Regions from separate parts of the Bicyclus anynana genome. Here region 1 is linked to region 2. A link is a contact called in public Hi-C data. All regions are on one chromosome and are shown on one strand. Each heading gives the region's core, a stretch centred on a gene start, on an enhancer-like site or on the middle of the called end of the contact. The rest is flanking DNA. Distances are from core to core; before and after follow the strand shown.

Region 1 (5,058 bases), core at 1,562-4,061, 36 kb after region 2:
GCGGCGCCGCCATCGACGCGCCCAGCACGGTAACACATACGTCTGCTGAATCACTACTTGTATGCTCCCACACCCGCAAGGTACCGCAGCGGCGTCGAGCATGTGTTTTTTTCGATGAAGAGGAAAATAGTCCCTTCGTACTTCCCCTGTCGGCAGGGCATGTCTGATTTGCACTGATTAAAACAATGTCACACACGGGACCGCAATGCATTTCTTCATACCATCCTGTTTTGAGAATCTTCTCATCTCTTTCCCAATCCTCGTTTGTCCTCCCTTATTTGTGTGGTATCCGTATGTGTGGTAATCTTCTCTACTTCTACTCAGCATACGCGAAATTAAATTTTGGGAGTTTAATGTGCTGTACGTTCTATGTGCTCATATCTGCACAAGTCGGAAACTCAAACATTGCAATTCTGTCTTAGGGTGTCTTCCTCTCCAAAATATGAAAGAGAACTCTCTTCCTTTCAAGATATGGAAGAGAGCTCTCTTCCTTCAAGATATGAAAAAGAGCTTCAAGTGTGTGCGAGGTTAGAAATGAGAGTCTCTCAAGAGCTAGAAGAACTTACAGGGACTGAACGTCACTGAAAAGACGTGTACTGATGTGCAGACTTGGATACTTAAAGTGTAAATAATTTCAAAATGGCTTTTTTTGTTAATTGATACTTAGGGATACGTACAGGCTCATAAGGAAAGATTGCTTAGGGCATCAAGTTTCCTAAATCCGGCACTGATTCTGTGAAACTCGGGGCCTCAGCTTAGAAGCACGTTCATGCCGATGGACGATTGTGTGCTGGATGAACTCGTGATTTTACCTATTCCAAGACCGGTTGATACTGACACAAGATACCGAGTATCCAGTCTGTCATCACAGTATAGTTGCTTTTGTAAGTTATAACCTTAGACCATTAAGTTATAACTCATAGTTCTGTGTCGTAGGACGGCGGCACCCCGCTGTTCGTGGCGTGTCAGTGCGGACACCTGCCCGTGGTGGAGGAGCTCATCCGGAGGGGCGCCAACGTCAACTCCTGCATGAAGGTGACGACTTCCCATTGTCCTAATGCTGCATGCTTTATTGAGATTTGTTACTTGTGTGTTTAGTTCAAAGCAAGATAAATTGTAATATTATGTACACCTTGTAATATGTATTAGGTACCTTAACATCAAGAATATAAACGACTATGTAATATCAAACAATCGTAACTTTTGGCTATCTAAACAAGTTTTTGTTACCTGGATGGATTTTGTCGTAAATGGATATCTCAATTGTACCATGTCTTGAGCTCAATGATGTTGCTACAAGTGTAACCTCTGACGTCAGGACAAGGCGACGCCGCTGTTCATAGCGGCACAGAACGGACACGAGGAGGTGTGCCTCGCGCTGCTGGCGGCCGGCGCCGCCGTGGACGCCGCGCGCGCCGACCGCGCCTCGCCGCTGTGGATCGCGGCGCAGTGCGGCCACCAGCGAGTGGCGCGCGCGCTGCTGGCGGCCGGCGCGCACGCCGACAAGCTACGGCAGGTAGGGCGCGCTGTGTGAGCGGCGACTGCGGCCCCGGTGAGTGGCGCGTCGGGCACTCGCCGGAGTGGTAGCTGCCGCCTTACAGCTTAGCTGTGCTGGTCGCAAGAGCATGGTCGCCGGTGTAATTACAGGCACATTACACTAATCTATATATCTAAAATATATAAAGTTTGTATATCAAATGGACGTACTCATGACTATGTCGCAATGTCGCACAGGACGGCGCGACGCCGCTGTTCAAGGCGGCGCACAAGGGGCACGGCGCGGTGGTGGCCGAGCTGCTCAAGTACAAGCCCAACCTGGGGATACTGCCGGTCAGTACATCACTACACTCATTATTATTAAATCTATATATCCAGTGAAAAATGTCCTATGATTTATGTATTTAGATGACATTCTTCCTTTTCTGTTAGAAAAAATATTATTTTTACTCCCATTTCTTAGTCTAATCAATGTAAACCTCAAACCTTATTACAAAACTATTCATTCTTAACACGACAAAAACCGTGCTACAATTTTTTTTTTTTCATTTGTAAATAGTTCCATGGCTACAAACATTCAGGCTTTTTTATTAGAGACAAATCTTGGAGGCCACGCCGATACAAAAATCGAAGAGGCCCAACACTAATTATTTACTTAACAATTTTTGTTAATTCTATTATTTATTTTCTCATGGTCGTCGAAAAAGTATTGTATGCCACTACACGTAATTAGCGATTGTAGCACTCGTGCGTATTCGTATTGTGCAATGGGCAATGGCCAATGCCATGGCTACTACAATTCAGGCTTCCTTACAAGAGCCAAAATCTAGAAGGCCACGCCGATACAAAGTCCAGGAGGCCTTGCCGAATGCCAATTTACCAAGTTTTAATAATTCATTAATTTCTTTTATCATGGTCGCAGAAAAAGTATTGTAAACCACTGCACGTAATTAGCTATAGTAGCACTCGTGCTGCTACTAAACTACTACTAACTACTAAAAACCACTCTTGCTACGATCACCCTCATTACGGACAGTTGCATAAATAACTATTGATTACGTAGAAAATTTAGCGACATATGAAAATGTACAATTTAAAAAACCTATTGCAATAAAACAGCAATGTCATACTTCATCCCCTATTATTAATAATGTGTTCAGAACGGTCAGTCGGCCCTGCACGGCGCGGCCATGTTCGGGCAGCTGGCGTGCGTGCGGCTGCTGGCGCGGCGCCGCGTGGCCGTCGGCAGCGACGTGGTGCCGGTGACCACTCTCCGCAACGCCGCCGGCCTCACCGCGCTGCAGGCCGCCGCCAGCGCCGGCAAGCGGGACGTGGTCGCCTACCTCAAGCAGCTGGAGCACTCGTGATATACGACTCACACCATGTAACTGCCACCACTCACCATCTCCATTCTCATTACGTTCATGTCATAGCATTGTGTATTGGATCCAATGACTAAGGAACACTCGTAATACCAACCGCGAGTGATATTGTGTGGTGCCATCTAGTATCGTTAAACGTAAACCATAGTTGACCGATAGATGGCTTTATTATTATTAGGCAATTACGTATTGTTGCCATCGCTCGCGGTGTGTGGCGCCATCTAGTATCGTTAAACGTAAACCATGGGCATCCGATAGATGGCGCTATAAGCAATACGTAGTAATCGAGTTTGGCTAATGAAATATTCTTGTCTATGATGAAAGTAAACTGAAAGCGCCCGTCAAATTTAAAAATAATTCTGAAAGTTATAATGCAAATATTCAATTAACTGAGTTTAATACTTACTTATAGGTAGTAATGTATTCACAAACAAGAAAACAAATTATGAAAAGCATGCTTTTTTTATTTTGTTTAACTGTTTTTTTTTTCATTTGAGGGGCGATTTCAGTCTCTACTTTCATTAGCAAGACTCTATGTATGTAGGTATAATATAAAAAAACTGATTTTATACATTACCCATCTAACGTCCATTGTTAGCATTTCCAAAAATAATTCGGCGCATACTCCCAACAATACCTATTCATATCAGTGGATCTTTTTGCCATCAACTTCTTGTATTGTCAGTGTATGTGTAGTGGCGGGCGGGCGACGGGGGGAAAGACTACGCGGGTGTGAAATCGTGCGTGCGGGAATATGAGGTGCATCAGTCGTGGGTTTTTCATTTATCGCTACACGCCCTCCGGCCCGCGTGGACCATTGAGTGTTACGAACGAAGTTGCCAAGCTATAGCGCCATCTATGTGTCGATATATAAATAAACGCGTGTTCAATTTATGCTCGCGGCTTTTGTATCGGTTTTTAAATAATTTTTATAAATCGGTAGTTCCTGTAAATAAGTTTCGAAGTTCCTAGGAAATTGTTTATTTACAGCCATCTTGGTGTACATTGATTTGTATGTCGGTATTATTTAAGAGGTGTATAACTTATCGACGAGCAAAAATCTTGTAAGAAAATATATAAACTCTCTCATATTATGATATCAAATTATCAAGTAATCACATTGTAGCGTCGCCTTATATGTATACCTCACGTAATAGCAATATATTGACTAAAAATAATTATTTTTTAATATAAAATGTCTGTAAATAAAGCAATATTTTATAAACCGTATTTATTCAACAGAAAAACACAAAGATTCGCTTCACAAAGAGCTTAAAATGGGCTTATTTTAAAACTGAGTCAAATTAAAGTAAGACACAAAAAGAGATACCATTTTTGGAAAACTACAATCATTATGTAGATAAATGTCAATTATTGACACAATTATACAAAGGGACTTATCGCGTTATTTTTTTTGTATATAATTAAGATTTGATAGATTACTATCACCTAATGTTAAGATAAACGCGCGCTAATCATCTAACCAGAGGATTACAAGTTAAGGTTAATCTTCTGTATTCTGAGGGTTAATCCTAACCAGAACTAGGTTTTCAGGTAAAAATGTAGTAAAATCGTTATCAAAAGGCTCAAGTCTTGACATCAGCTACCTAAGCTTGATACCTTTATATGTAAGAACCTACACATAAAATACCTATATATGTAAATATTAATATAGTAATGAAATGTACATGCAATAATATCGTAACACTACACGAATTATTATAAACATATAATAACTTACTATTTTAATACCTAAATGTTAGATAATATTGTTTTGTTTTAAGCAATAATTATATACTTACTATATTTGTATAGGTACTTTCCTACAATGTTAATAAAAGTGAAAAATCAGAAATATAATTTTCTCTATGAGATGTGAAATCGGAACCATGCAAGATTAGGAAATGCATATTATTGTAAAGTATTTTAGCAGACTCAGAAGTGATTACAAAAATAAGAAAACTAATGTCGAACAAAGGTTATGATTCATAACATTTGTTAGAACAACTTAATTAACAAATCAAACTGTAACCAAAATAAGACCCTAGAATGGCAGAGAATGACCTTGAGTGAAGTCACGCACTTGTGAACGTTGTGTGTAGGGTTAAAAGGTACCTTTGACTGTTAACAACCACTCCCCTTTTCCACTCAAGTCACTCTTCCCGCCTATCCCAAGTAA
Region 2 (5,113 bases), core at 1,854-4,353:
TTTTTTCTTTTTCAACTTAGATTACAGGATAACTTCTATGCAGTCCATGATATAAAGGTCTCTTTTGGGGGGGGCAAGCAATGATAAACTCAAAAGTCGAACTCAAACACAAAATTCATTTATTTCAATTAGGCTTACTTTACAAGCACTTTTGAAACGTCAAGTTATGTTATGATTTAATGGTGATAATTAAAGTCGAAAACTTAAAATTATATTTACCATTTCCAAATGGGCCTAGGTCCGAGAAGAGCCCACAAGAAACTCAGCCAAAGTTATTTTTAAATACTTAGATTAATTTTATGTTTACACCTTAGAGCTAAGCTAAGCTAAGCAAACGTAAGCCACTTCTGTGACAATGTGAGCGTAAGAGCTAAATTAATTAATTACCCTCGTCGCCACGTACACAAGCGTCCTAATCGTAACGTAGCGATGCGTCAAGGGCTCCCATTTCGGGGCACATAAAACGGCTTACAACTCCTGCGGCTGCACACTATCTGTGTGCTATAAATCTATGTTCTAATGATTCCAGGTTCGCATTAACCCGCCACGTCTCGGCGTGCGAGGTAGACGAGAGACGCTGTCCTCACGACCAGTGCTCCTACATAGCGTCCACTGCCGCACAACTCAATAGGTATCACTTATTTATTTACATCAAAATCTATACATAATGACCTAATTCAGAAACACTAGTTTTCTGAAGTATAGTGTAGTAGAAATAGTGTAGTTAAAGATATTCTAGATCGTGTGGCAAAAACTGAGCGTACTTACGCAAGATACAAACCATGTTTTTGTTATGTTATATTATTACTAGCTGACACCACGCGGTTTCACTCGCGTGGTTCCTGTTCCTGTGGGAATACGGGGATATCATATAGCCTATAGCCTTCCTCAATAAATGGGCTATTTAACACTGAAAGAATTTTTCAAATCGGACCAGTAGTTCCTGAGATTATCGCGTTCAATCAAACAAACAAACTCTTCAGCTTTATAATATTAGTATAGATTACAATTTAGGATTGTTTACACATTACAAGTAATAGAAGTTCTGTCTGTGAATCGCTAAGTAACGGTTTTTTTGGTTAATAGTAAAATGTCACACGCTTCCCTTCGTATCATAATGCGTTGATGTTGTGCTGCGAAGCCTTCCTCCGCCTTCCGAAATTAGAACATCTGTACTAAAAAAACAATTGAATTGAAACAGCCACCTATCGTAGATTCGTTCAACTACTATTACAGCGCCTTACTTCACATGATAATTCATCCCTACGTCACTAGATGGCGCACTTTCGTTCATCACAAAGAGTTTTAAAATATATTAACAGATGGCGCTGCACAAAATTCTTATGAGCTTAATAGACTAACTGTCCCGTTGGACGTTCGTTGGTCCAGTGGTTACGGTTAGTCTATGTAATTTCGAATCACGAGGTCCTGGGTCGAGCTATAAAAAATTATTTAAGCTTTTCTTTCTTATAAGAAATTTTCAGTTAATTTGGGAGTTGGGATAATTGGTTGTGCTATAGCCCCGTGCCTCCATATCCCATCTCCTACAAGGAACTAAGCCTGGCTCTGTAATAGGATTTTAAATAGGCTGATAATGATGATGGTTACACTAAGTTGTTTACAGACACCGTCGCACACACGGAGACCGTCTCAAGCAGTACGACTGTTCGCTGTGCTCATTTAAAACGGAGCAGGCGAGCCATCTGAAGAGACACCTGGTGTGCCACGAGGGAGTCAAGCCGTACGCCTGTCCGCACTGCGAGTTCACGTGTGGCAGTTTGGTGAGTGCCTATTTATTTATTTACTTGTTTGTCTATGTTCTTTTTCCTGAATAAATTGATATTTTAGTAGCCCATAGTTGGTCGTTCATATGACTGAGCTGATGATGCTGCTGTTCCAGGAGAACCTTCGCAAGCACGTTCTCCGCAGCGGCCGTCACCCCGGGCTGCCGCTGTACATCTGCCGCGCGCCGACCGCATGCGGCTACCGGACCGACCGCGCGGCGCAGCTGCGGGCGCACTACCTCGCCGCGCACGGCGACGCATACGACGCGAAGAGCGCGCTTGAAGCCGTCAAACGACATTTGATGACAGACACACAGACGGCTAAAGATATACCTAATAGCTAATAATAACTCTTGATGAGTTATACCTTGTACATTAATATATGTACTTATTATGTATTCTTTGGTTATACCTACACAATTGAATTTAAAAAAAAATCTTGACAAGTGCGAATTGGACTCTCCCACCGAAGGATACTACTTATGACAATGATGTTTAAATAGCATAAAATTATCATTGACTTATGATCATATAAATAGTTTAGGAATCCCGAATTTTAGTCCTGTCTTTTAAAATTTAATTCGAAATTATTGTATAAGTACCTAGATTTAAAAAAATTCTTGTACTTGAGGTCTATCTCGATGTTACTTGGCAAAATTCAAAGTTTTAGGTCAACGGACATACCAGAGTTTTAATTCCCCTGAGTGTTAAAATACACGTCTTTTGCTGAATAAATGGCCGTTACTTTACTTATATGTATGGTAGACCGTAGACCTGAGTTATGGGATTAATCTTTGGATTAAATTCAAAATAAACAGTAATTATTGACTATGATATTTTCATTGTTATTAAAGATATTTACATTCGTAATACTTACTTATCTGTTTTACTAGGATAAAGTTATCTCGTGAGCTGAATTTATTAGCTTACACGTTTCCCTTCGAATAAAGGATCAATACCTGATTCAAGAGATATAAAATTTATAGTAGGAAAAAGTCCTATTACATGTAATCATTTGGTTTAAATTTAAGTCTGCGTACGCCATCTGTTCATAGATATGGAAACTTCACAAGTATTTTATTACACACGTAGATGGCGTTACGAGCTTTGATTGAAATCTGTTAATGAATAATTATTATATTATTAATGAATATAATCATGGTTTGATTATGGTATAAGGTGCAAAATAAACTTTTAGTTTATATATCAATAACTACTATGAGGAAGTTTAGATCTTAAATAGAAATTTAGAACAGCAACACTGGTTTTGTATTGCAGATTTGCAGCTAGCAACACTGTTTTAACTAACGTCAAACGCGATAGGTGCGGTGGGCGCGTAAAGTGAATCGAGGGAAAAAAATCGTGCGACTTGCGCTGTGCGCTCGTATTTACAGCAAAATAAATAACTGGGGACCTCGGAGTTCGATCGTCTCGACAATAATTTATTACAAGATCGGAATGAAGTAATTCTCAAAACATAAAATTACGTAATCTTATGGTTGTGTGTCTTTTAGTGTTGTGTATGTAAATAAACAATTATTTTTCAATAATAAAACTATTTAATTCGTTGAACGATGACTGTTAATTCCTGAATTCCATTAGCAGTTTATTGGTTGAAGCAAAAATGTCTTTAAAGGTAAGTGTATTTCACAAAATACTATTATATTTTGCGGGTATATTAATAAATTATTTCCTTAATATTGACTGCATTGCAGTGCATTTTATTGGCGCTCGTAAATTTGTTTACGATCCAGTGTTTCCGATGGATGCATCTTTGGTCTGCATATTTCATTTAATACTATTTGTCAATAAGTTCTGAAATATACCTATTTATATATGTTTAGGTAGGTACCGCCACATTCTTCGACAGTTTGATCTTCATCAATGAATTTTAAATTTATCAAGATATATATTTTGATGCATTCAAAATTAAGTTAAATATAATTTACAAGGGTTGAGTTGATATTTCTTGAAGGTAGGTACTTTATTTTAGAGAAGATATTAATACTTACTCAGACAACAACAATTTTTAAATATTATTTAAGTATTTACTATTAATATTAATAAATAAATCACATAGCCTCATCTATGGTGGACAGAAAATAAAATACAATTAAAATTTGTTCCATTGAAGCTGTGATAGGAGTAGTTTCATGACTAAAGGACCCAGATCCCAAAGTTTTGGGTTCGATCTCAAATTATTGCTAACACGGTTACTTGCTTATTTTGAGGGAAATGTGATGAATATTTATCATTAATAGATCATCTTTAAAGTTATAGTAAATGTTCTTTAGAAAAAATAATACCTAAGGGCAAGAGAAACAAATCATTTTTCATTTCAATATTACAATAAAAAAAAACTGACCTTCATTTGTGAAGGTCAGTTTTTTTTTGTCCTCTCATGTCCTCACTAATTTCCTGTTTGTATTTGTTAGTCATTAGTCATAATTAATAAAAACCAAAATGTAGTTACTTATTATTTATTTTTATGCTAGAGATTGGTAGCAATCATATATCTTACTGATGGTAAGCAATAATGCAACATTATGATGGAATTAGCTTACCTAGAAAATGCCTATTGGTAATGTAATGTTATTTAGATAATATTTTTTCATAACTTGTACTCATTTCACTTATTTTATGACCTACGGGAAACCTATGGTAACTCATAAAATTTATAGGCCATATTTTTTATTTATATGTTCAACATTCTTACAGCACCTGTATATTCAGATCATAATGTTCCCACAGCAAAGAAAACATGTGGACAAATTATTTAAAAGGTTAACATGTTCTTCACATGGTCAAGATATTTTTCCCATACTTCAGAATAAATTCTAGTGTTTAATAGGTCAGTCAGTTTTTCCATGTTCCGTGGTAATGCAATAAATTCTTACTTTCTTGTTTTTTCACCATTATTCTTATATGGTTGTATGGCGAGGGTGGCGCCGGGTAACTTCGCCAACAGGTTTTATAAACCAGTCTGAAGCATTGCTACTGTACTGTAAAATCATCTAGAAATAATGATGTCTCAATATGTATATAAATAAAATTAAAGTGTCTCTCTGTGAATTCAAAATTAAGTTTTCTCAAGTTAAGTATTATAAAACAATCAAGCGTTTTAAAATTTTTGTCTGTCTGTTAGTCGGGGATAATCTTTAACGACTGAACCAATTATAACAGGAGTTTCATTGGCAGATTTAGATAGATATTGAGCAACATATTGGCTACTTTTATCTCGAAAAAAAACCATAGTTGAAACCGCCGGATTGATGAAAAATTTTACGTGGACGAAGTCGCGGGCGTCCGCTAGTCTGCAATAAAAACTT

The links. A called contact is a pair of places that touch in the nucleus more often than the background predicts.
Region 1: a contact with region 2 is called in a Hi-C map of whole larva, with 9 times the contacts expected there. The contact joins the enhancer-like site here to the promoter of LOC112051050 in region 2. A contact is called at or near these places in 2 of 2 Hi-C or Micro-C datasets (whole body and whole larva).

What each region holds. Positions count from the first base shown.
Region 1 is chr5:18,593,525-18,598,582 of ilBicAnyn1.1, forward strand. LOC112051050 (ankyrin repeat domain-containing protein 29) reads left to right here. Exons shown (of 8, transcript XM_024089515.2): 4 at 1-29; 5 at 937-1,035; 6 at 1,319-1,516; 7 at 1,735-1,830; 8 at 2,658-5,058. The coding sequence ends at 2,864. Among protein-coding and RNA genes, the nearest start is that of LOC112051027, 7.5 kb to the right of the region's middle. Within about 2 kb of position 2,812, at least 8 of the 8 cell types and tissues checked have open chromatin away from gene starts, as enhancers often do.
Region 2 is chr5:18,557,066-18,562,178 of ilBicAnyn1.1, forward strand. LOC112051050 (ankyrin repeat domain-containing protein 29) reads left to right here and starts at 3,104. Exons shown (of 8, transcript XM_024089515.2): 1 at 3,104-3,420. The coding sequence starts at 3,409. LOC112051037 (zinc finger protein 567) reads left to right here. Exons shown (of 7, transcript XM_024089504.2): 5 at 530-631; 6 at 1,625-1,781; 7 at 1,901-3,356. The coding sequence ends at 2,128.